Regions from separate parts of the Mus musculus genome. Here region 1 is linked to region 2. A link is a contact called in public promoter capture Hi-C data. All regions are on one chromosome and are shown on one strand. Each heading gives the region's core, a stretch centred on a gene start, on an enhancer-like site or on the middle of the called end of the contact. The rest is flanking DNA. Distances are from core to core; before and after follow the strand shown.

Evidence for each region. Promoter capture Hi-C pulls out the DNA fragments that hold promoters and counts their contacts.
Region 1: a promoter capture Hi-C map of cranial neural crest shows a contact between it and region 2. The contact joins the promoter of Pex6 here to the promoter of Nfkbil1 in region 2.

What each region holds. Positions count from the first base shown.
Region 1 is chr17:46,709,727-46,714,208 of GRCm38.p6, forward strand. It overlaps Pex6 (peroxisomal biogenesis factor 6), which reads left to right and starts at 1,750. Exons shown (of 17, transcript NM_145488.2): 1 at 1,750-2,658; 2 at 4,182-4,345. The coding sequence starts at 1,774.
Region 2 is chr17:35,233,660-35,238,080 of GRCm38.p6, forward strand. Nfkbil1 (nuclear factor of kappa light polypeptide gene enhancer in B cells inhibitor like 1) reads right to left here and starts at 2,127. Exons shown (of 4, transcript NM_010909.5): 1 at 1,991-2,127; 2 at 1,293-1,572. The coding sequence starts at 2,047. It overlaps Atp6v1g2 (ATPase, H+ transporting, lysosomal V1 subunit G2), which reads left to right and starts at 2,937. Exons shown (of 3, transcript NM_023179.3): 1 at 2,937-3,186; 2 at 3,458-3,558; 3 at 3,966-4,421. The coding sequence starts at 3,105. The coding sequence ends at 4,139.

The sequences.
Region 1 (4,482 bases), core at 500-2,999, about 11 Mb after region 2:
CTACCTACCTTGTTGCTAGGAAGACAGGAGTCTATCAAACCAACCACACTTGGCTTTATAAAGTGCTTGAGATCAAACTCAGGGCAACAGCATGCCAGACAAGCACCCTACCAACTGAACTACATCTCCAGGCCAATTTCAGGTTCATGACCTAAGGTATTTCCAGGAGCTAAAATCAGAAATCTAAATATTTTCTCATCTTCTGGGGATAAAGATACCTTAATACATGTAGTCAATACTCAAACTTTCTGATATCTGATGTCCAAATTGTTCCAGAATGTATACTATACAAAATAGAAGACTATCTCAAAAGGTTCGACTGTAAAGGAGACAGTCTGACAGTAACTGGAAAAAAAATACAAGGTCCAGAAAAGGGGAATAGCCACAATCCAATATATTGATTAAATGTATTTCACAAAAACCTGTATCTGTTAATTACAAAGGAGACTTCTGGAGGGGGGCAGTTGGAGAGATGGCTCAGCTGTTAAGAGCACTAACTGCTCTACCAGCAGGCCCAGGTTTTATTCCCAGTACCCACCTGTCACTCACAAGTGTCTATAACTCCAGTTCCAGGGGATCTGACACCCTCACATAGACATACGTACAGACAAAACAGCAGTGCACGTACAAATTTTAAATAAATAAATCATAAAAAAGAAAGAGTAAAGACAAAGACGAAATCTAAGTAACTAAGGCTATTGGCTCAGTTCCCATCACAGAAGCCTTCAACCCTTTCCTTCTCTGTCGCCTTCTCTCCTATAGCTCTCCTAGAATTAGGTAAACTGTTCAAGCTTCAAGTTAGATCGGAGTAGGACAGAGAACGTGAAGGACCCAAGGCACTGGAACATGAGCTTTAAGGAGGGTGTGTTGGGAGAAGTGTGGCAACACCAAGCAACAGGGCTACATGAATCCCATGCATTAATTCAGCCAGCAGCCGCTGCATAAATAGATTGGCATAAGCATGGCTGGGGCAGTTTTATCCCACCATCCCCCTTACAACGTTCCCGGTAACCCTCAAGACGCTGTGCCTACAGCTGAGCAGGACAAACTAAGACATCCTCAGGAAAATGGACTTTTTCCACTTTTCTTTGTTTTTAAAGATTTATTTATTTTATGTAAGTCCGTACACTGTAGCTGTCTTCAGACACCCCAGAAGAGGGCATCAGATCTCATTACGGATGGTTGTGAGCCGCTATGTGGTTCCTAGGATTTGAACTCAGAACCTTTGGAAGAGCAGTCGGTGCTCTTAACCACTAAGCCATCTCCCCAAACCCCATCCTTCTTTTCACACCAATTATTCTTTTTTGTTTGTTTGTTTTGTTTTGTTTTTCGAGACAGGGTTTCTCTGTGTAGTACTGGCTGTCCTGGAACTCACTCTGTAGACAGGCTGGCCTTAAACTCAGAAATCCACCTGCCTCTGCCTCCCAAGTGCTGGGATTAAAGGCGTGCGCCACCACCGCCTGGCCCACACCGATTACTCTTGGTCAGTTAAATACTGAGTTCAAGTTATGGGGCATGAAGGTCGAGAGGACGCTACTTGCCCTACAGAATTGTAAAAATGCTCCTCCACTGAGTTTCAAAGGGCGCGTGCGTCGACAACAACGGAGGCGGTCGTCAAGCCAGGCTCCCCCCCACCCCTGTGCATCTTCTCAGGGGCCGACTTGGCCATCGGCACCCCGCCCACTTTCCTACCGGAAGCGGAAACGCCTCTCTTGCCCCGGACTTTTTCCGCCCCCTATTTCCGGAAGTGGAGTGGTTTCCTTCTCCTTCGCCATGGCGTTGGCTGTCCTGCGCGTCCTGGACCCCTTCCCGACGGAGACACCACCGTTGGCGGTGCTGTTGCCTCCCGGGGGCCCGTGGCCAGCGACGGGGCTGGGGCTGGTGCTGGCACTGCGGCCGGCGAGCGAGAGTCCCGCGAAGCCCGCGCTGCTCGTGGCGGCCGTGGAAGGGTCCGGCGCCCAGGGCGAGCAGCGCGGGCCGGGGCCTCCGCCGCTGCTGGTGAGCCGCGCGCTGCTGCGGGTCCTAGCGCTGGGGCCCGGGGCGCGAGTACGAGCGCGGCTTGTGCGGCGTCCCCCGGCCCTGGGCTGGGCGTTGCTTGCCACGGCTCCGGGACCCGGGCTAGGGCCTCGAGTCGGGCCGCTGTTGGTGCGCCGCGGGGAGACCCTCCCCGTGCCCGGATCGCGAGTGTTGGAGACGCGACCGGCCCTGCAGGGGTTGCTGGGCCCGGGGACACGGCTGGCCGTGACTGAGCTCCGCGGGCGGGCCAAACTGGGCCAGGAGAGTCGGGATCACAGCCATCCCCCGCCCCCGCCCGTAGTGTCGTCCTTTGCAGCTTCCCACTCGGTCCGGCGACTCCGAGGGGTTCTGGGAGGGACTGGAGATGCGCTGGGTGTGAGCCGGAGCTGTCTCCGGAGTCTCGGACTCTTCCAGGGCGAATGGGTCTGGGTGGCCCAGGTCGCAGAGTTACCCAACTCCTCGCAGCCGCGCTTGGCTCAAGTCCAGGTTCTAGAACCGCGCTGGGAGCTGTCTGAGAGACTGGGACCCAACTCCGGGCAGCAGCCGGGAGAGCCACTCGCTGACGGACTGGTGTTTCTGCCCGCCACTCTGGCTTTTAATCTCGGCTGTGACCCCCTGGAAGTGGGAGAGCTCAGAATTCAGGTCAGGAATGCTTCCTTTAACTTTTGCTCTCTTCCCTGTCTTTACTGAGTTGGAAGGCTAAATCTGTAGAATTCAGGTCCCCTGTGCCTTACAATTAGACCTTTCACTTAAGGTCTCTTAGTCTTGTATACTCATTTTCTCTTATCAAACTGTCTTTCACGTGTTCAGGTGAAACATGAGGTTCCCTGCCAAGTACCAGCTCTGCGTACCCCTAGTCTGTAACTGCGTTGCTACGTTAGAATGCTATCCTGGTACCTCTTGCTTTTTCCTTGACTGACTTCTTGTTCTAACTTTATCTGATAAAGCAACTGTCATTTCCGACCTAAACGTGACACTCGCATAAATCCTTTCATGATTTTATAACCACAACCTTAACATCATTTCTTCCTCTTGTAGCCTTTTGAGCCTTGTTAGGGTATATATCTTATTTATATGATTACACACACACTGTCTAGGCCTCAGTCATATATTGTACATAACTTGATATGTCTTATTAAATACATTTAAGAGAAGTTCTTGAAGTGTTTGATTTCTGCCTTTTAAAAATACAATTGTGCTTGGGAGAGGCGGGGTCTACAGTTTAGTTTCTAAGCATAGAAGTATATGATTTAGGCTGGTGCTGGCTTGAAAGGAAGCCAGTAGCCACGTAAAATTAACTAGTTAACACCAGATCTGAAGTTGATTTAACCTCTCTCGGGTGCCCAATGGCCATAGGTAGAAACAAAGACAGTCCATCAGAGTTAGTTGAGTGACTAGTTAACACTGAGATGGACCTAGTGTGTGGCCCAGCACCCAGAGCAGACAGACCAACCCTGTCCACTAAGATGTCCAGATGAGAGTGGTCTCCTTCTAACAGAAGTACAGTGGAGGACAGTCAGCTGACCAGCCCGTTAGTGGTGTCAGGACATATCTGAAGCTGGCTGTGGTGGCTCCTGTCTGTAGTTTTTGAGAAGCTGATGCACGAAAATCAGTGGGTTGAAGGTCAGCCTGAGCTCTGGACTGAGACAACAAAACTATATAGCCTTTTCCCACAGCCAGAGCCATGTCTTCACCAGAGACCACTTGGTGTCAACTCAGTAGCTACCTGCTGTCCTTCAGAGAACCTGTAGAGGCAGGGTGTGGTGCTACATGCCTGTAATCCCAACACTTGGGTGGGGGAGACAGGAGGATTTGGGACTCGAGTATTCCCATCAACATAGCTGCCAATCTGGGCTACATGAAACTGTCTCAGTAGGAAAACAGAAATCAGAGAAGTACATTTCTTAGTACCTCACTGGCTGTGGGATGACAAGGATCAAAGCCAGAAAGCCGTCTTTACAGGCGGCTCTGGAACCAGAGTCAAGAGTTGGTTCACATTAGGAGGGCTTTTGGTTTCCTAAGGGTAGCAGAGCTCTGCAGTTTGGCCGTCCTGGGTCACCAGCCTTGCTAAGGGAAAGACAAAAGGTGGATGTGGGTACTGGCTGCTACGAGTGTAAAACCTGACTGCTTGGAGGTTGTAAGCTGGCAACTGTTTTCTCCATTAGAGGTATTTGGAAGGCTCCATCGCCCCAGAGAACAAAGGAAGCTGTTCACCACTGCCCGGGCCTCCGTTTGCTCGAGAGTTACACATTGAGATTCTGTCCTCGCCTCACTACAGTGCTAATGGAAATTATGACCATGTCCTGTACCGGCACTTTCAGACACCCAGGTCAGCCGAACGGAAGAAAACACCTCACCTTGACCCTCTCCTCCCATCCCATGTCTCAGATCCAGACACCCAAGAGCTACTGGCTTAAGAGAAGTCTCATTATAGGCACCACTGTGGCAGGGAACCTTGGAGTAAGC
Region 2 (4,421 bases), core at 877-3,376:
CACAAATGAACTAGAAAGAGGCTGTCTGCACTGTGGAGCCACTACCGATGCTGACTGGAGATGTTTTGTTGACGTCTCTCTACCGTGGCTCCGGCTAGCTTGGATGTAGAGCAGACTGGCCTTGAGTTTGCAGAGCCCGGACTGCCTCCGCCTCCAGACCGCACCACCAGCTTAAGTAGGATTTTTGTTACAGAATTTTGGTGAGAATGAAGAAAACTGGTCTGGCGCCTGGTATGTGTCAAGGGACATGAGTCCATCCCTAACACACAGCAGCAGATCTCCGGCATAACACCAAGTAAAAGTTTCAAGTCCTCTGGCCGGCCCAGCTGATCATGTGACAAAGCATGGATACTTTGTAAGGTGTTTGTGGCATTATTACAAGGTTGCCATTGTTTTGATTATGCAAGGAGAGAAGCAAAATTAAGGGGGTGGGGGTGGGGTGAGTGGAGCTGGGATCTGACCTGAGCAGTCAACTGCAAGGTAAAAAACCATCAAAGAAACAAAGTAGTCACTGAGCTGAAAGCTAGGAAATGTAAAGAAAGAGTTGCGAGCTATGCGGCTGGGTGTGGGAGACACATGCCTACAACCTCAGCACTTGGGATGCAGAGGCCAGCCTGAGAGACTCGGTAAGACCCTGACTCAAAAACAAAAACAATCGGGCTGGTGAGATGGCTCAGTGGGTAAGAGCACTGACTGCCCTTCTGAAGGTCCTGAGTTCAAATCCCAGCAACCACATGGTGGCTCACAACCATCTGTCGTGAGATCTGACGCCCACTTCTGGCACGTCTGAAGTCAGCTACAGTGTACTTATTTATAATAATAAATATGGGCAGGAGAGAGTGCGGTTGCCCTAAAATTCAATTCCGAACAACCAGATGAAGACTCACAACTATCCGTACTGCTACAGTGTGTACTCATATACATAAAATAAATAAATCTTCAAACAAACAAACAATCACACCATGCTAGCACACACCCCTTAGTTGATTGGGCGATGTTAGGATAAGCTTTTCTGTTACTAGAGAGATATGGCCACATCCCAACCAGGGATCTTCAACAGTTCCCAAGGACCAAAGAACTAACTTATTTCCCAACTATTTTGTTGTATGATACAGGGTCTCTCTGTAGTCTTGGAGCTCACTGTGTAGGCTACATACTTAGAGAGATTCTCCTGCCTCTGCTTGCCCAGAGTCAAAAGACCTGCGCCACCACACCAGGCCTTTATTTCCCACGCATTCTTTCAGTTCAGATCTGGCCAGCTTCTCAAGACCAGTTCCCACGGACCCACTCACCATCAGGGCCCTGGCGGGCAGCAGCGTGCAGCGCCGTGTCGCCATGGCGGTCCTGGTGGGCAGGGTCAGCGCCGAGACGCAGCAGCAGGCACAGGGCAGGGGCATCGTGGCGGGCGCAGGCCCTGTGGAGAGGCGGGGGCTGCCCAGCGTCCACATCAAGCCCGGGATGTCGCTGGAGGAGAGCCTGGGCTCGCACCAGCCGTCCTGCAGACAAGTACCGCCGGAAGCGTCGCTCTCGGCGGTGCCGGCGGGAAGCGGAGGCCATGGAACAACTCTGGGGCTGAGGAAGAAGTGGGAAATGGCAGCGGTGAGGTCCCAGCTCCGCTCTTCCCCGTTTCTCCCTTTACCTCCTATTTCCTCCCCCTTGCATCTCCAGCAAGAGATAAGGCCTATTCTAAACTCTCATCCCTTAGCAGATGGCAAGTTTGGGGCGGAGGGTGGGGATGGGGTTGGAGTTGGGGGCTGGTGGGGAGGGGGGAATCACAGAGTTAATTTTTGATGTAATTTTTGAGAAAATGATACATAGTTGTTTTAAGGTTCCAGAGCCCAAGAAAAAAGTTAATTCTGAACTTTGGAGGGAAACAACAACAACAACAACAAAAATCAAGTAAGGCCAGATGGGGGCAATTTTCATTAGCCACAAATCTGGAGAAAAGTCACAAATTCAAAGAGCGATCTAGAAATGGAATATAATGTACCCGACAGACAGACGTAGAGGCTTCTTCCTCTGGGGCCTGGGGGGAGGGGTTACTCATCAGACCTGCTCCCCGCCCCCCCAAGGACCCTCAGAGACGGAGGCCGGAGGCCTGGGCTTAAGACGCTCGGAGAAGGGAGGTGGGGAGGGAGGAGGCGCGCCAGGATGCAGGAAATGGCGCAAGCACACGCGCAAGTTTCGGGCGGAAATGAACTGTGTGTTCCATCCCGGAAATCGTACCGAACGCTCGGACTGGGTGACTTGTGATTAGGTCTCCGGAGGGGAAATAAGACAATTTGCGACATAGGGTCCTCCTGCAAGCGGAAGATGAGAGGCGAGCTTTCGAAGGGAGGCAGAGGCAGAGGCAGGCCTGGTCTATAGGGCGAGCTGCAGCGACAGCCAGGACTACAGAGAGAATCCCTGTCTCGAAACACACACACACAATCTCACACACACACACATAATCACACACACACCACACAACCACAATGAGGCCAAGTATATGGGTAGATCAAAAAAGAAAAACACATGGTTAGACACTAACAAGGCAAACGTAGGACAGAGCAGGGAGATGTGTGCAGACGTTCAGATTTGGGGGGAAAGTCTGAAGAGAAGATGGAGGCTGAAAAGAGGGGGTAAGGGCGGAGGGAGGCGTGGAGACACAGTTGGGAGTGTAAGTGAAACCCAGCGTACTGTGTCCAAGCGCATCCTTACCTTCCCACACCATTCTCATCGCCTTTGTGTCTCCTTCGAGACCACCAACCAAGATCTCCTCACACCCAAACACTCTGCCCTCCGCTTCCCCCAGACCCATCTCTGTGGACCCTGGTGACACGGAGAGGCCCTGCACCTGCTGCAGTAGTCAGCACAGGGCTGGTCTCTGCTGCCCTCGGGCGGCCGTTTCGGGTACTACCTCAGTGAGGTTCGAGAGGAGGACCAGTCATCAGTGTGAGGATGACAGACACCCACCCGGTGCAGGAGACTGAGTGAAAACGGGAGCGCTAAGACCCAGTGGGAGTGGAGGACCGCATCAAGGGCCCGGAGGAGTAGGCGCTGGAGGGTGGGAGCCGTCTGGTACCTCGGTCGCCTTCGGAACAGCATCCTCTCTAGTGATAAAAATGGCCAGTCAGACCCAGGGTATCCAGCAGCTCCTCCAGGCTGAGAAGCGGGCAGCGGAGAAGGTGGCCGATGCCAGGAAGAGTGAGCCCCCCTTTCCTCTCTTAGGAATATGGAAGGAGAATTTAGGAATAGGGGATAGCGGGCATTTGAGTCCTTAGGAAAAAAAAGCCCAAGGACAATGAGGACAGATGGGGGACTGAGGCTATTAGGGTAGAAGAAACGGGTGGGTTTTACAGTCTAGCATTTGGTTGGTTGACAGGAAACTGGATAACTTTCTAGAGGGCACTGATCCCACTAACGCACCTGGTTGTGTGTGTGTGTGTGTGTACACTCACTGTCCTTCTGCCTCTAGGGAAGGCCCGGCGACTGAAGCAGGCGAAGGAGGAGGCTCAAATGGAGGTGGAGCAATACCGCAGGGAGCGGGAACAGGAGTTTCAGAGCAAGCAGCAGGCGGTGAGTTGAGGGGGACAGGGATGGCCCCACCCAGGTGCAAATCGGTGGGTGCCTCTTGCCAGGTGTATACAGGTGACTAAGAAATTAGGGTGTCTGAGAGCTGAAGAGGCCCTGACAAGGACCACACATTGGTAAAGCTTTGACGGGATCTGTAAGGTCTGAGGGTTTTAAAGGGTACATGAGACTTGTGGGGCAGCCTTCACAGTCTGTATGGTGGGGACAGTTTTATGGTCAGTCTCAGAAGTAAGGATTGTGCCCACCTGCTTGGTATCTACATGTTTTTGTGGGGTGGGAATAGTTTCGAAAAGGCTTCCCAGGCCTTCCTCTGAACCTTTCCTCCTACATGCTGGGACCCTCCTTTCTCTGTGTCTGCTTTTTTCTTTCTCTCCTCCGCCCCCATCCCCCAGGCCATGGGCTCTCAGGGGAACCTGTCTGCTGAAGTGGAGCAGGCCACAAGACGGCAGGTTCAGGGCATGCAGAGTTCCCAGCAGAGGAATCGGGAGCGCGTCCTGGCTCAGCTTCTCGGCATGGTCTGTGAAGTCAGGCCCCAGGTCCACCCCAACTATCGGGTTACTGTCTAGAACCATCGCTCAGGGACACATCCCTAGAGTGACTCCTTCTGTCAGCTCCGTCCACAGAGAAATATCCCAACTCAAAACCACTTGTGTCGCATGCGCAGAGCCTTGGGTTCAATCCATAATATCATCCCCCCCACCCACCAAATCGCTTCACATAATAACCTGTTGCTGGAGGGGAGGCTTCTATGTGACAGGATCCAATATTCCCCCCTGAGACTTACAAGTAGCCTGTTCAAACCCGACAAACCCGAATCTCTCTGTTCCATGACACCCACTGGAAGTTTA